2 separate regions of the Mus musculus genome follow, and region 2 is linked to region 1. Evidence: chromatin contacts called from public HiChIP or PLAC-seq data. All regions are on one chromosome and are shown on one strand. Each heading gives the region's core, a stretch centred on a gene start, on an enhancer-like site or on the middle of the called end of the contact. The rest is flanking DNA. Distances are from core to core; before and after follow the strand shown. Region 1 overlaps Gm36607 (a long non-coding RNA gene). Region 2 overlaps Adamts16 (a disintegrin-like and metallopeptidase (reprolysin type) with thrombospondin type 1 motif, 16).

Region 1 (4,468 bases), core at 1,472-3,971:
TTTCCCACAGCCAAGGCAGAAGAACAACCCCAGGATGACTGGATAAACAAAGTGTCTACTTTCATCAGCTGGGAGAAGAAAACGTTCACCCTACTCACTGCACAAAGGGAAGGGGTCCTAGACAATGACCACATTCTAAATGAGTCTGCTTATGCAACATGCTAATGTAGGCAAAATCATAAAGACAGAAGGTCAATCAGTGGTTGCCAGAGGCTGAGAGGCTGAGTGCTGTAGGATGGAGTTTCTATGTGGGGAGATGAAATTGTTCTGGAATTGGGTGACGAAGAGAACCGTGGATATATTAAAACAGCCCTGGAAGCACTTAACTGTGTTATATCTTAATTTTAAAGAAAACAGAGTTGGAGAAGACCTCAGAGAGTTTTGTAAATAAGCTGATAGGAGCTGCATTAAAGAAACAGAGCTGGGGACCATCATCAGAGCGAACATCATCTGTTTCATTTTTATTTTAATTGGTTTTTTTTTTTTGAGAATGGTGTGCATGTTTTCTGTATTTACAACATTTTTAATTCATTTAGCTATGAAGCCTGAAAACCCAAGCAATGACCAACATGGCAAGATATTCTCAAGGGAACAATAGTAGCGCTTGAACCTTGGAGGTACCCAACTGCCATCTGACAGGGACTTAAGGCTGGCTGAATAGGAATTGTGGATCTTACCTGTGGCCAGTAAGATCATGGACTATGGCTCAGAGCAGAAGAGAACTTACTATTGTTACTGTCCTAAATAGTATAATGCCTAACTTCATTCTCTCTCTCTCTCTCTCTCTCTCTCTCTATATATATATATATATATATATATATATCCCCACAGGTAAGAATAGCTCTTTCTTCTCAACAAAGAAGCTTCTTTTTACAACAGATGGAGACCATTACAGAAACCCACACAGTGCAGAGAACATATGACAGTGCATTATCCCACCATAATGGGTACATCTCAGTGACAGACTATGAATCTAGTCACACTTCTGCTGGTATCTTGGGTGCAGGTAGGTACGCATGGTACAGTCTGTTACTCTGGGACTTCTTAGTAGTTTAATGAAGAAACAGTCCAGTAAGGAAGGGCATCACACCTGGGTGCAGAAGGGGTGCGGGTGGGAGCGATAGCCCAGAGCCAAGAGAGCTAAGCAGCTCCAGCCTCGGCCCCAAGTGGGGGTTACTTTTCCTGTGGCTTAGTCAACATCAAGAGTGTTGCAGGGGCAGAGGGAGAAGATAGCAAGAGTTCTGACTCATGGAGGCAACTGAGTATTCACACGGGAGGATAAGACACAGAAAATGTCGTGGGAATACTTATATTGCTTAGGTCCCTCAAGAAGAGGGATTGCATACCAGGCCACAAGGACGACACACAGAGACACTTGTGGGGCCAGGAGGCAGGAAGGAGGAGGAATGGGAGAGCCCTTGCTGCATTTGTGTCAGATAGGCAGGTGACAAAAGGCCATGTTGTGGTTGGTTTGGGGACTCTGGGCTCCAAGGGGTCATCTGTAGTAGATGACAGGACAGATGCTGGCTTAGTATGGGAGCTAAAGATGGTGGCTTCATCCCAGGAAAGCCCTTTACTCTCTAGTTGAGCAGTCCTGTGAGGGGCAGACTCTGCAGTTAGTAAAGAGTCAAGAGGCAGAAAGCAAGAATGTTTTCTCCTCCCTAACAGCTCTCCCCAGGGACATTGATCATCCCTTCAGTGGCTCTGTCACAGGGGCTGTCTCTAGTCCTGAGTACCCAGGATGGTGTTGGTGTAGTCTGACCCCTTCCTCTGTGGGACACTAGGAGGCACAGACTGACTTTTGTCCCATCTTCTTTCCTTCCTTCCTTCCTTCCTTCCTTCCTTCCTTCCTTCCTTCCTTCCTTCCTTCCTTCCTTCCTCCCTCCCTCCCTCCCTCCCCCTTCCCTGCCTCTTTTCCTTCCTTTCCTCCCACCAGATATCCCTTTCCTTCATCGCCTCTCCTCTCTTCATTCCTTCCTTTCTCCGTCCCCACCTCTCTTTTCCTTTCTTCCTTCCTTCCTTCTTTCTTTCTTTCTTTCTTTCTTTCTTTCTTTCTTTCTTTCTTTCTTTCTTTCTTTCTTTCTTTCTTCCTCCCTCCCTCTCTCCCTTCCTTCTTCCTTCCTTCCTTCTTCCCTCCCTCCCTCCCTCTTTCCTTCCTTTTTTTTTCTTTCTTTCTTTTTTTAACTCTTTGAGTGTTTGCTTGCAAGTCTGTGTACTACCTGCATGCAGTGCCTGTGGAGGCCCCAAGAGAGAATCAGATACCTAGAACTGGAGTTACAAATCATAGCCTCCTCTTGGAGGCTGGGAATTGAGCTCCATGTCTTTAGAAGAGCAATCAGTGCTCTTAACCACAGAACTATCTCTCCATCCTCAGCCCATCAATCCTTAATGTTGCTTGTTTTTAGATTATTATTTTTTCTCAAAATAAATTCCTCATCAGTTTTAGGGGCTGGATACATGGGTAGTACTCATGAATCAAAGGTCATTTGTTTCTGTCCCTTCTCTCCTAAGCCATTCAGTTCTAGTCGCTAAGAACCCACACACATTGCAGGAAAGATGGCAGAGAGACAGAGAACAAAGCTATAAGGATCCATCTGTGACTGATTTACATACACTTAGAGATAAACCAATCAGAATCCACTATGAGGAGAAGTCAGGAAAGGGTGAGCTGTAGCCTTCTGGGAATGTGAAAGGTCCCATGCCGTGTGAAGGCAGAGTAATTTTGAGATGAGTCATGTTAACAGGAAACAAATGCATATAAGATCCCACCAATGAAGGTGGCTGGAGCAGGGCCTGGTGGGACGGAACTCAGGGTGTGAGTGGGCAGGCTGGGAAACTATGCTAATGTTTAGCTTCATCTGTCCGAATTCCCTTGTTGCTAATAGTAGTCTTGCTACCCCATCACAGCAAACTTAACCTGCGTGGGTTGGTGGATGAATTGCTGGCCTCAGTTGTGTAGATTTGAGATTCACTCCTGCCTCTATCTTCCTACCTTATCAAGGACTTGGTTCTCTGGAGACCCACTCAGTTCTCTTCTGACCTTAGACCCTTCTCAGGGAGAGGAAATGCCAAAATGAAGACACCGAGCTCTTTGGGCTTTACTACAAGCCCTAGTGATACAACTCAAAGAGACCAATTGATAATTGCTTTGTAAAGTTGGACACTGAGAGCAATTTATGTCTCACCATGAAATACAGCAATCAACACCAAAAGGGCTTTTCTTCAGACAGGGTTTAATGGTGTTTTTGATTAAAGGGAAACATGATGGTAGCTTTGCTTGTGAGCTCTAGAGTTGACCCTGAGAACTGACTACAGAATCTCCCTTCCCTTCCATAGAAACCCCAGGGGACATTTAGACTTGTTCCTTCCAGAATCCAAGTCTGTTGCATCTAAGAAGGAAGATGAGTGGGCACTGTTCTTAACTCCGTTAGCATTGCTATGGTTACTGAGATCCGTTGACTGCAGAGGTACAAGGGCGGTGTGCTATGCATCTTCCCAGCCACCACTGTGCTTGCGCAGTTCTGCTCTGTACCTTCCCAGTCATCACACTGCAGTTGCACCTGTGCAGCTCTGACTGGGGGCCCAAGATCCTGAAGGGGGGGAACGACGATTACAGCCTGTCTGTCTGCTGATGAAGCAGGCTCTCTTTGATTCATAAGAGGCAAAAGTCACAATGGATAATTCATGAGCTGACTAAAGACTCATCCTCATGAAATCATGTATGTGGCTGAGCCTTCCTTCCATCCAGGCTAGGTCGTTATGCACAATGTTGTTATGAATATTCATAAGGTTTTTCAGTGAATGTGTTTTCAATTTCCTTGAGCTTATACATAGAACTTTGTTCTACTGCTGTGTCATGTGATAAATCTGTTGCAATTTTTGAAGGTCTGCCAATTGATTTCCAGAGGGGCTACAGCATTTTGCATTCTTAATACTTGGCACTTAAAGACTTTATAATGAACTTGTTATTGTAGCTCTGCTCGTGGGTGTGAAGTGCCGACTCACTGTGGTTCCCTGATGGTTACTAATATTTGCCAGCTTGTTATCTTGTTGTTGACCATTTGTAGGTCTTTAGAAAAACACTTTAGATTTTTCTTTCCATGTATAGCTTTTTTTCCCAATTTGACCTATTTGCCCTTATATTGTTATTTTAAAAGTTTTTTATACATTTCTGGATAGTAGGCCTGGTCTTCATCTTTGGGAGCCATTACATTATATTTTGGCTCAGGATGTCGGTAGGGCACAGTAAGTGCATTAAGTTGGCAATATCATTAAACTAAAAGCACACTTCATGCATCTAGTCACATGAACGTCATGCTTAAGCTAGGCCATATCATATGTATTCTGAGCACGTAGTTTAGCCCACAGGTAGAGCTAGTCATGTAGCATGAAGCCTGCATTGCGCACATCATGATGATGTGCTGTGTGGTTCATGTAACTTACTCAGTGCCATAGCAAAACGGAAACC
Region 2 (4,468 bases), core at 923-3,422, 71 kb after region 1:
AGAGGAGAATGTCTGTGTGTGCAGATGACTGTCTATGGAGAAACTCTGGAAGCACCAAGGACACTTCCTGGAAATAATAGGCTGTACATAGGAAAGCTGCAACATGAAAGGCTACTATACAAAACCGATTGCTTTATATGAACCAGCAAGGAAAAGCAGACACAAATTACAAGTATAGTGTAGCTTATATTGAGGCTTCAAAAACAGATCAGGAGTATGAATCCAGACAAAGATGTGTAATAACTTTAACTTGATATGCCCTAAACTGTTGAAAGGAACCAGAGAACTGAGTGAATGGGGAACACTTGATGCCCTGAAAGAGGAAGCAGAACCAGTGGCATGGGGATGGTGTCCGTCCTTGTCCTGATCTGTAATTACAGTAAAAATTCAAACATGTCATTCTATGGCTATGAACGCTGGCTCTCGAATTTGTGTGAAGACTAAAGAGATCCACAATAATGTGCACAGAATTTAAGGATAAGAACAAAGCTGAAGGATCATACCTCCCAATTTTAAGACTTTGTGGAAACTCACAATAATCATCAAAAGGTTGTAGTGCCAAAAGAACAGATAACTCCATCAGTGGGGCAAAACAGTCCAGCACAGAAAGAGTCCCATATAGATGTGCTGAACTAACCCTTAACAAGTGAAGCTTGAGCTGAAGGGGTCTGCAACCCTATAGGTGCAACCCTATAGGTGGAACAACAATATGAACTAACCAGTACCCCCAGAGCTCGTGTCTCTAGCTGCATATGTAGCAGAAGATGGCCTAGATTGTTAGTCTTGCAAATTTTATATGCCCCAGTACAGGGGAACGCCAGGGCCAAGAAGTGGGAGTGAGTGGGTAGGGAAGCAGGTGGAGGGGGAGGGTATAGGGAACTTTTGGGATAGCATTTGAAATGTAAACGAAGAAAATATGTAATAAAAAATTGAAAAAAAAAAACAAATGAAGCTTGAGTAACCAGATATCCACATATAAAATCACATCGATATTCTCAATACATTTTCTGGTATAATATTTGCTATAAGCTTATGGTGGTTAAACTCCTGTCATCTTCACAGAAGCTCAGATGTACAGGTGAGACAGAATAGAGGCTCGAGAGATATATCAGTCCTACACTGTTAGCTAACTTTTAAAACATTTCACAAAACTCAATGCAAAATAACTTTGGCTGTCACGTAAAATGGTCCAATTTTTTAAATTACTTTTAGACGTTATACGTTCATACAATAAAAATGAAGGCACTAAATCAGTGTCTACTTAACTACGACAAATCTCTAATACATGTTTCTCATGAGTCATTTCACAAGTTGGAAAGAAGAGGAAAAAGTAACCCTCAGAGCTCTGCGTTAAGAGACACCATTGCTGGTGAGGTATTGGCTAGGGAAGACTGAGGTGTCTATATCGAGGCTCTGTAGCCTCACCTGAGAGAAGTTCCAGGCTTTGGCCACCATAGAAAACCCAGTGAGTCACATCGTCACTGTCTGTGTGCTACACAAGAACAGAAATAACCTGAAAACAATTGTTGGGGCCAGAGACAGGTTGAGGGTATCTCAGAACCCTTCACCATTCCAATGACTGCATCATATACCATAAAGAACTTGGTATTGTTCAGCTTAGTCATAGCACCTTATTCCAAGAAAGAAAGTGGGAGGTCTCAGAAAACATAAATATGCTAACTCAGATGCTTTCAAGAGGTGAGTTTAGATAAATGCGGCTCTACCCGCTAATGCTAACTCATCCTCTATCTTCCTGTCCCTACGTGGTAGACTTGTTGTCTCGTTTTGTATCTTCAACATGAGCGACAGGCATGGCTGGCATTCCTAATATGAATGCTGGACAGCATCTGGATATAATAAAAAAGGAAATCATCCCAATGATGTCTCAGTGGGAATCCCATTCTCTCACCCACCAAACAGCACTCACCATGACAGGGGAGCCTACTCTCTCTTGCATCTACAGTCCCTCAAAGTGGTTCCTGTCCCATGCATAATGCGCTAAACTCACAGACCCACACTGGTGAGAGGGCTGCCATGGGCTCTGCTCTATAGGACAGGATTGTAAATAGAGAAAATAATAAACTGAAGACGACGAGTCCGTGTTGTGAAATGCATCATGGCAGGGGAGAGTCTCCCCGTCACTGACTTCTGGATGTAGACATGAGTAACTGGATGGCAGGCCAGAGTCTCCCTGGGTCATGGACCTGATTTAGACATGAGTAACTGAAGAGCTCTGTGTTTATTAATGGGAAGTGACACATGACTTCACTGGGCAGATTTTCCAAACAAGTATCTGTCTTTCTCGACTCCACCGAAAACAGAAAAGCAGTGCTGGCCACCCCAGGACCTTCAAGCTCCTTTAGTACATGTTTTTCCATTTCCCACATGCTGGGCTGCTGGAGGACAGCAACAGCATCTTACTCATGGCTGGGACTGTGTCCCAGTGGCCACCTAATGGTGAAAGATATAATGCTATTTGGATGATTGGAGATCAGGGAGCCAGCAAGCTCGCCAGACAGGCAGGCAGGCAGCCTGGGGTTCCTTACTGCCGAAAATGCTAGGTTTCACGCATGTGAGACTGTTTAATATGAAATTCTGTTTTCAGTTTAAATGAAACTCTGTACAGTTTGATATTAAGAAGTTACAGCGTAAATATTATAACATTTATTTATAAGTAAAAACAGTCTATGGAAATTAGTAAAGTCGCTGAAGATAGTTTCATTTAAAAAAATCGTTGGCTATTTTATTGATTACCAGAAAGCAAAACCAGGGTGCTTCAACATCTACTTTTCCTCTTTCAGTATTGGTGAACAAAACTGGATTTTAATTATAGAATCTTAATAGTTTTGAGAACAACGTTCTGATTTGAAGATTACCGCAACCGGGCAGCAGTTTCTTTACCATGAGTCTTCATTACCTTCCTTTGGCCTCTTTCATGATATCCAAATTTTCATTCTCTAATTTTCCAAGCTGTCAGATGATAATTTAAACGTCTAAAAACGTTGATGTGCTTGTCTCATAGACATAGAAGTGAAAGAGAGCTTTGTAAAATGTGGGACAAGAACCAGAAAATTTGGAAAATATGTTGAGTCAATCCAAATCTTCCCTGCTAATACAAGTAAGAGCAGAGCCACTCTAAAAGGGCAAACTCTTCCTCACTACTGAAAGTTTCACTCACACTGGAAAAAGAAAGAACTAAAGACACTCCATCCACCCCTAGCATGTTGTGGGAATCACAGAAAACTCCCAGTGGAGGGAACCAGGACAGGAAAGTCCAAATGAGGGCCAACCACAAGGCCAATCAGTGCTGCTCTCCACTGCTCAGAGCAGCCTGTTTCAAGTGGCAGCAGCTACCTTGGGTGTTATAACTGGTCAAAGTCCAAATGTAAGTGGCTGTGAGTGCTCGGCTCTAAGTGGGATATCAAATCAGCCCCTCTAAGCCCTTAGGGAACAACCATGAAAGAGGGTACAGAAAGAATGTATGACCCAGGGAATGCAGAGTGTGGGAGGGAGGTGGGGTTTTATGAACCACTGATGTCCTTTTGAAACGGCATGGCTACTACATCCATGAACTCATGGAAACCGTGGTTCCTTGCAAAAGACAAGACGGGCACCAGTTGACTTCCCAGCATGGAGTCTGTACTGGCTAGTTTTGTGTCAACTTGACACAGCTGGAGTTAGCACAGAGAAAGGAGCTTCAGTTGAGGAAATGCCTCCATGAGATCCAACTGTAAGGCATTTTCTCAATTAGTGATCAAGGGGGAAAGGCCCCTTGTGGGTGGGACCATCTCTGGGCTGGTAGTCTTGGGTTCTATAAGAGAGCAGGCTGAGCAAGCCAGGTGAGGCAAGCCAGTAAAGAACATCCCTCCATGGCCTCTGCATCAGCTCCTGCTCCCTGACCTGCTTGAGTTCCAGTCCTGACTTCCTTTGGTGATGAACAGCAGCATGGAAGTGTAAGCCGAATAAACCCTTTCCTCCCCAATTTGCTTCTTGGTCATGATGTTTGTGCAGGAATAGAAACCCTGACTAAGACAGAGTCCCAGCTCCCTCGAGGATGTTAGTCATTTAAAGATCATTGTGGGGAAGCAGAACCATTTTCTTCAGTGGCGTGGCCACTATTAACTTATCCATGTCCCAATAGATAACCCTTAACCTAGCAAACAGAAGATATCCGAACTAAACTCAGTGAGTCACAAAATTAAACCACCACCACCACCACCACCACCACCACTGCCACCACCATCACTACCACCACCACCACCACCACCACCACCACCACCACCAATAAGCCAGAAAAGGCAATGGAGAGGGATATTGAGGGTTGAGGGATCGCCTAGTTAGAAAATTGCCAGATACAAGGACCTGAATTCAGATCTACATATAAAACCAGGTAGGCAAGAGATGCCTGCAACCCCAGCCTTGCAGTGGGGTGGAGGAGGGGAACTAACAGATTCTTGAAGCTCATGGG

Evidence for each region. HiChIP or PLAC-seq counts read pairs in DNA pulled down with a chosen protein or histone mark.
Region 2: an H3K27ac HiChIP or PLAC-seq map of the NIH/3T3 cell line shows a contact between it and region 1, with 2.7 times the contacts expected there. The contact joins two enhancer-like sites. A contact is called at or near these places in 1 of 39 promoter capture datasets (the 3T3-L1 cell line), 1 of 15 datasets of contacts at CTCF or cohesin (the NIH/3T3 cell line), 9 of 484 Hi-C or Micro-C datasets (the 3T3-L1 cell line, the AML12 cell line, cortical neurons and 3 more) and 2 of 115 datasets of contacts at active chromatin or transcription factors (the NIH/3T3 cell line and embryonic fibroblasts).

The regions. Positions count from the first base shown.
Region 1 is chr13:70,710,805-70,715,272 of GRCm38.p6, forward strand. Gm36607 (a long non-coding RNA gene) reads left to right here. Exons shown (of 5, transcript XR_382639.3): 4 at 832-1,006. Among named protein-coding and RNA genes, the nearest start is that of Gm36607, 6.9 kb to the left of the region's middle. Within about 2 kb of position 2,722, at least 55 of the 459 cell types and tissues checked have an H3K27ac peak or open chromatin away from gene starts, as enhancers often do. A contact at or near this core is called in the NIH/3T3 cell line, where this site is marked.
Region 2 is chr13:70,781,924-70,786,391 of GRCm38.p6, forward strand. The region is part of intron 9 of Adamts16 (a disintegrin-like and metallopeptidase (reprolysin type) with thrombospondin type 1 motif, 16); the gene reads right to left. Among named protein-coding and RNA genes, the nearest start is that of Gm36529, 56 kb to the right of the region's middle. Within about 2 kb of position 2,173, at least 11 of the 459 cell types and tissues checked have an H3K27ac peak or open chromatin away from gene starts, as enhancers often do. A contact at or near this core is called in the NIH/3T3 cell line, where this site is marked.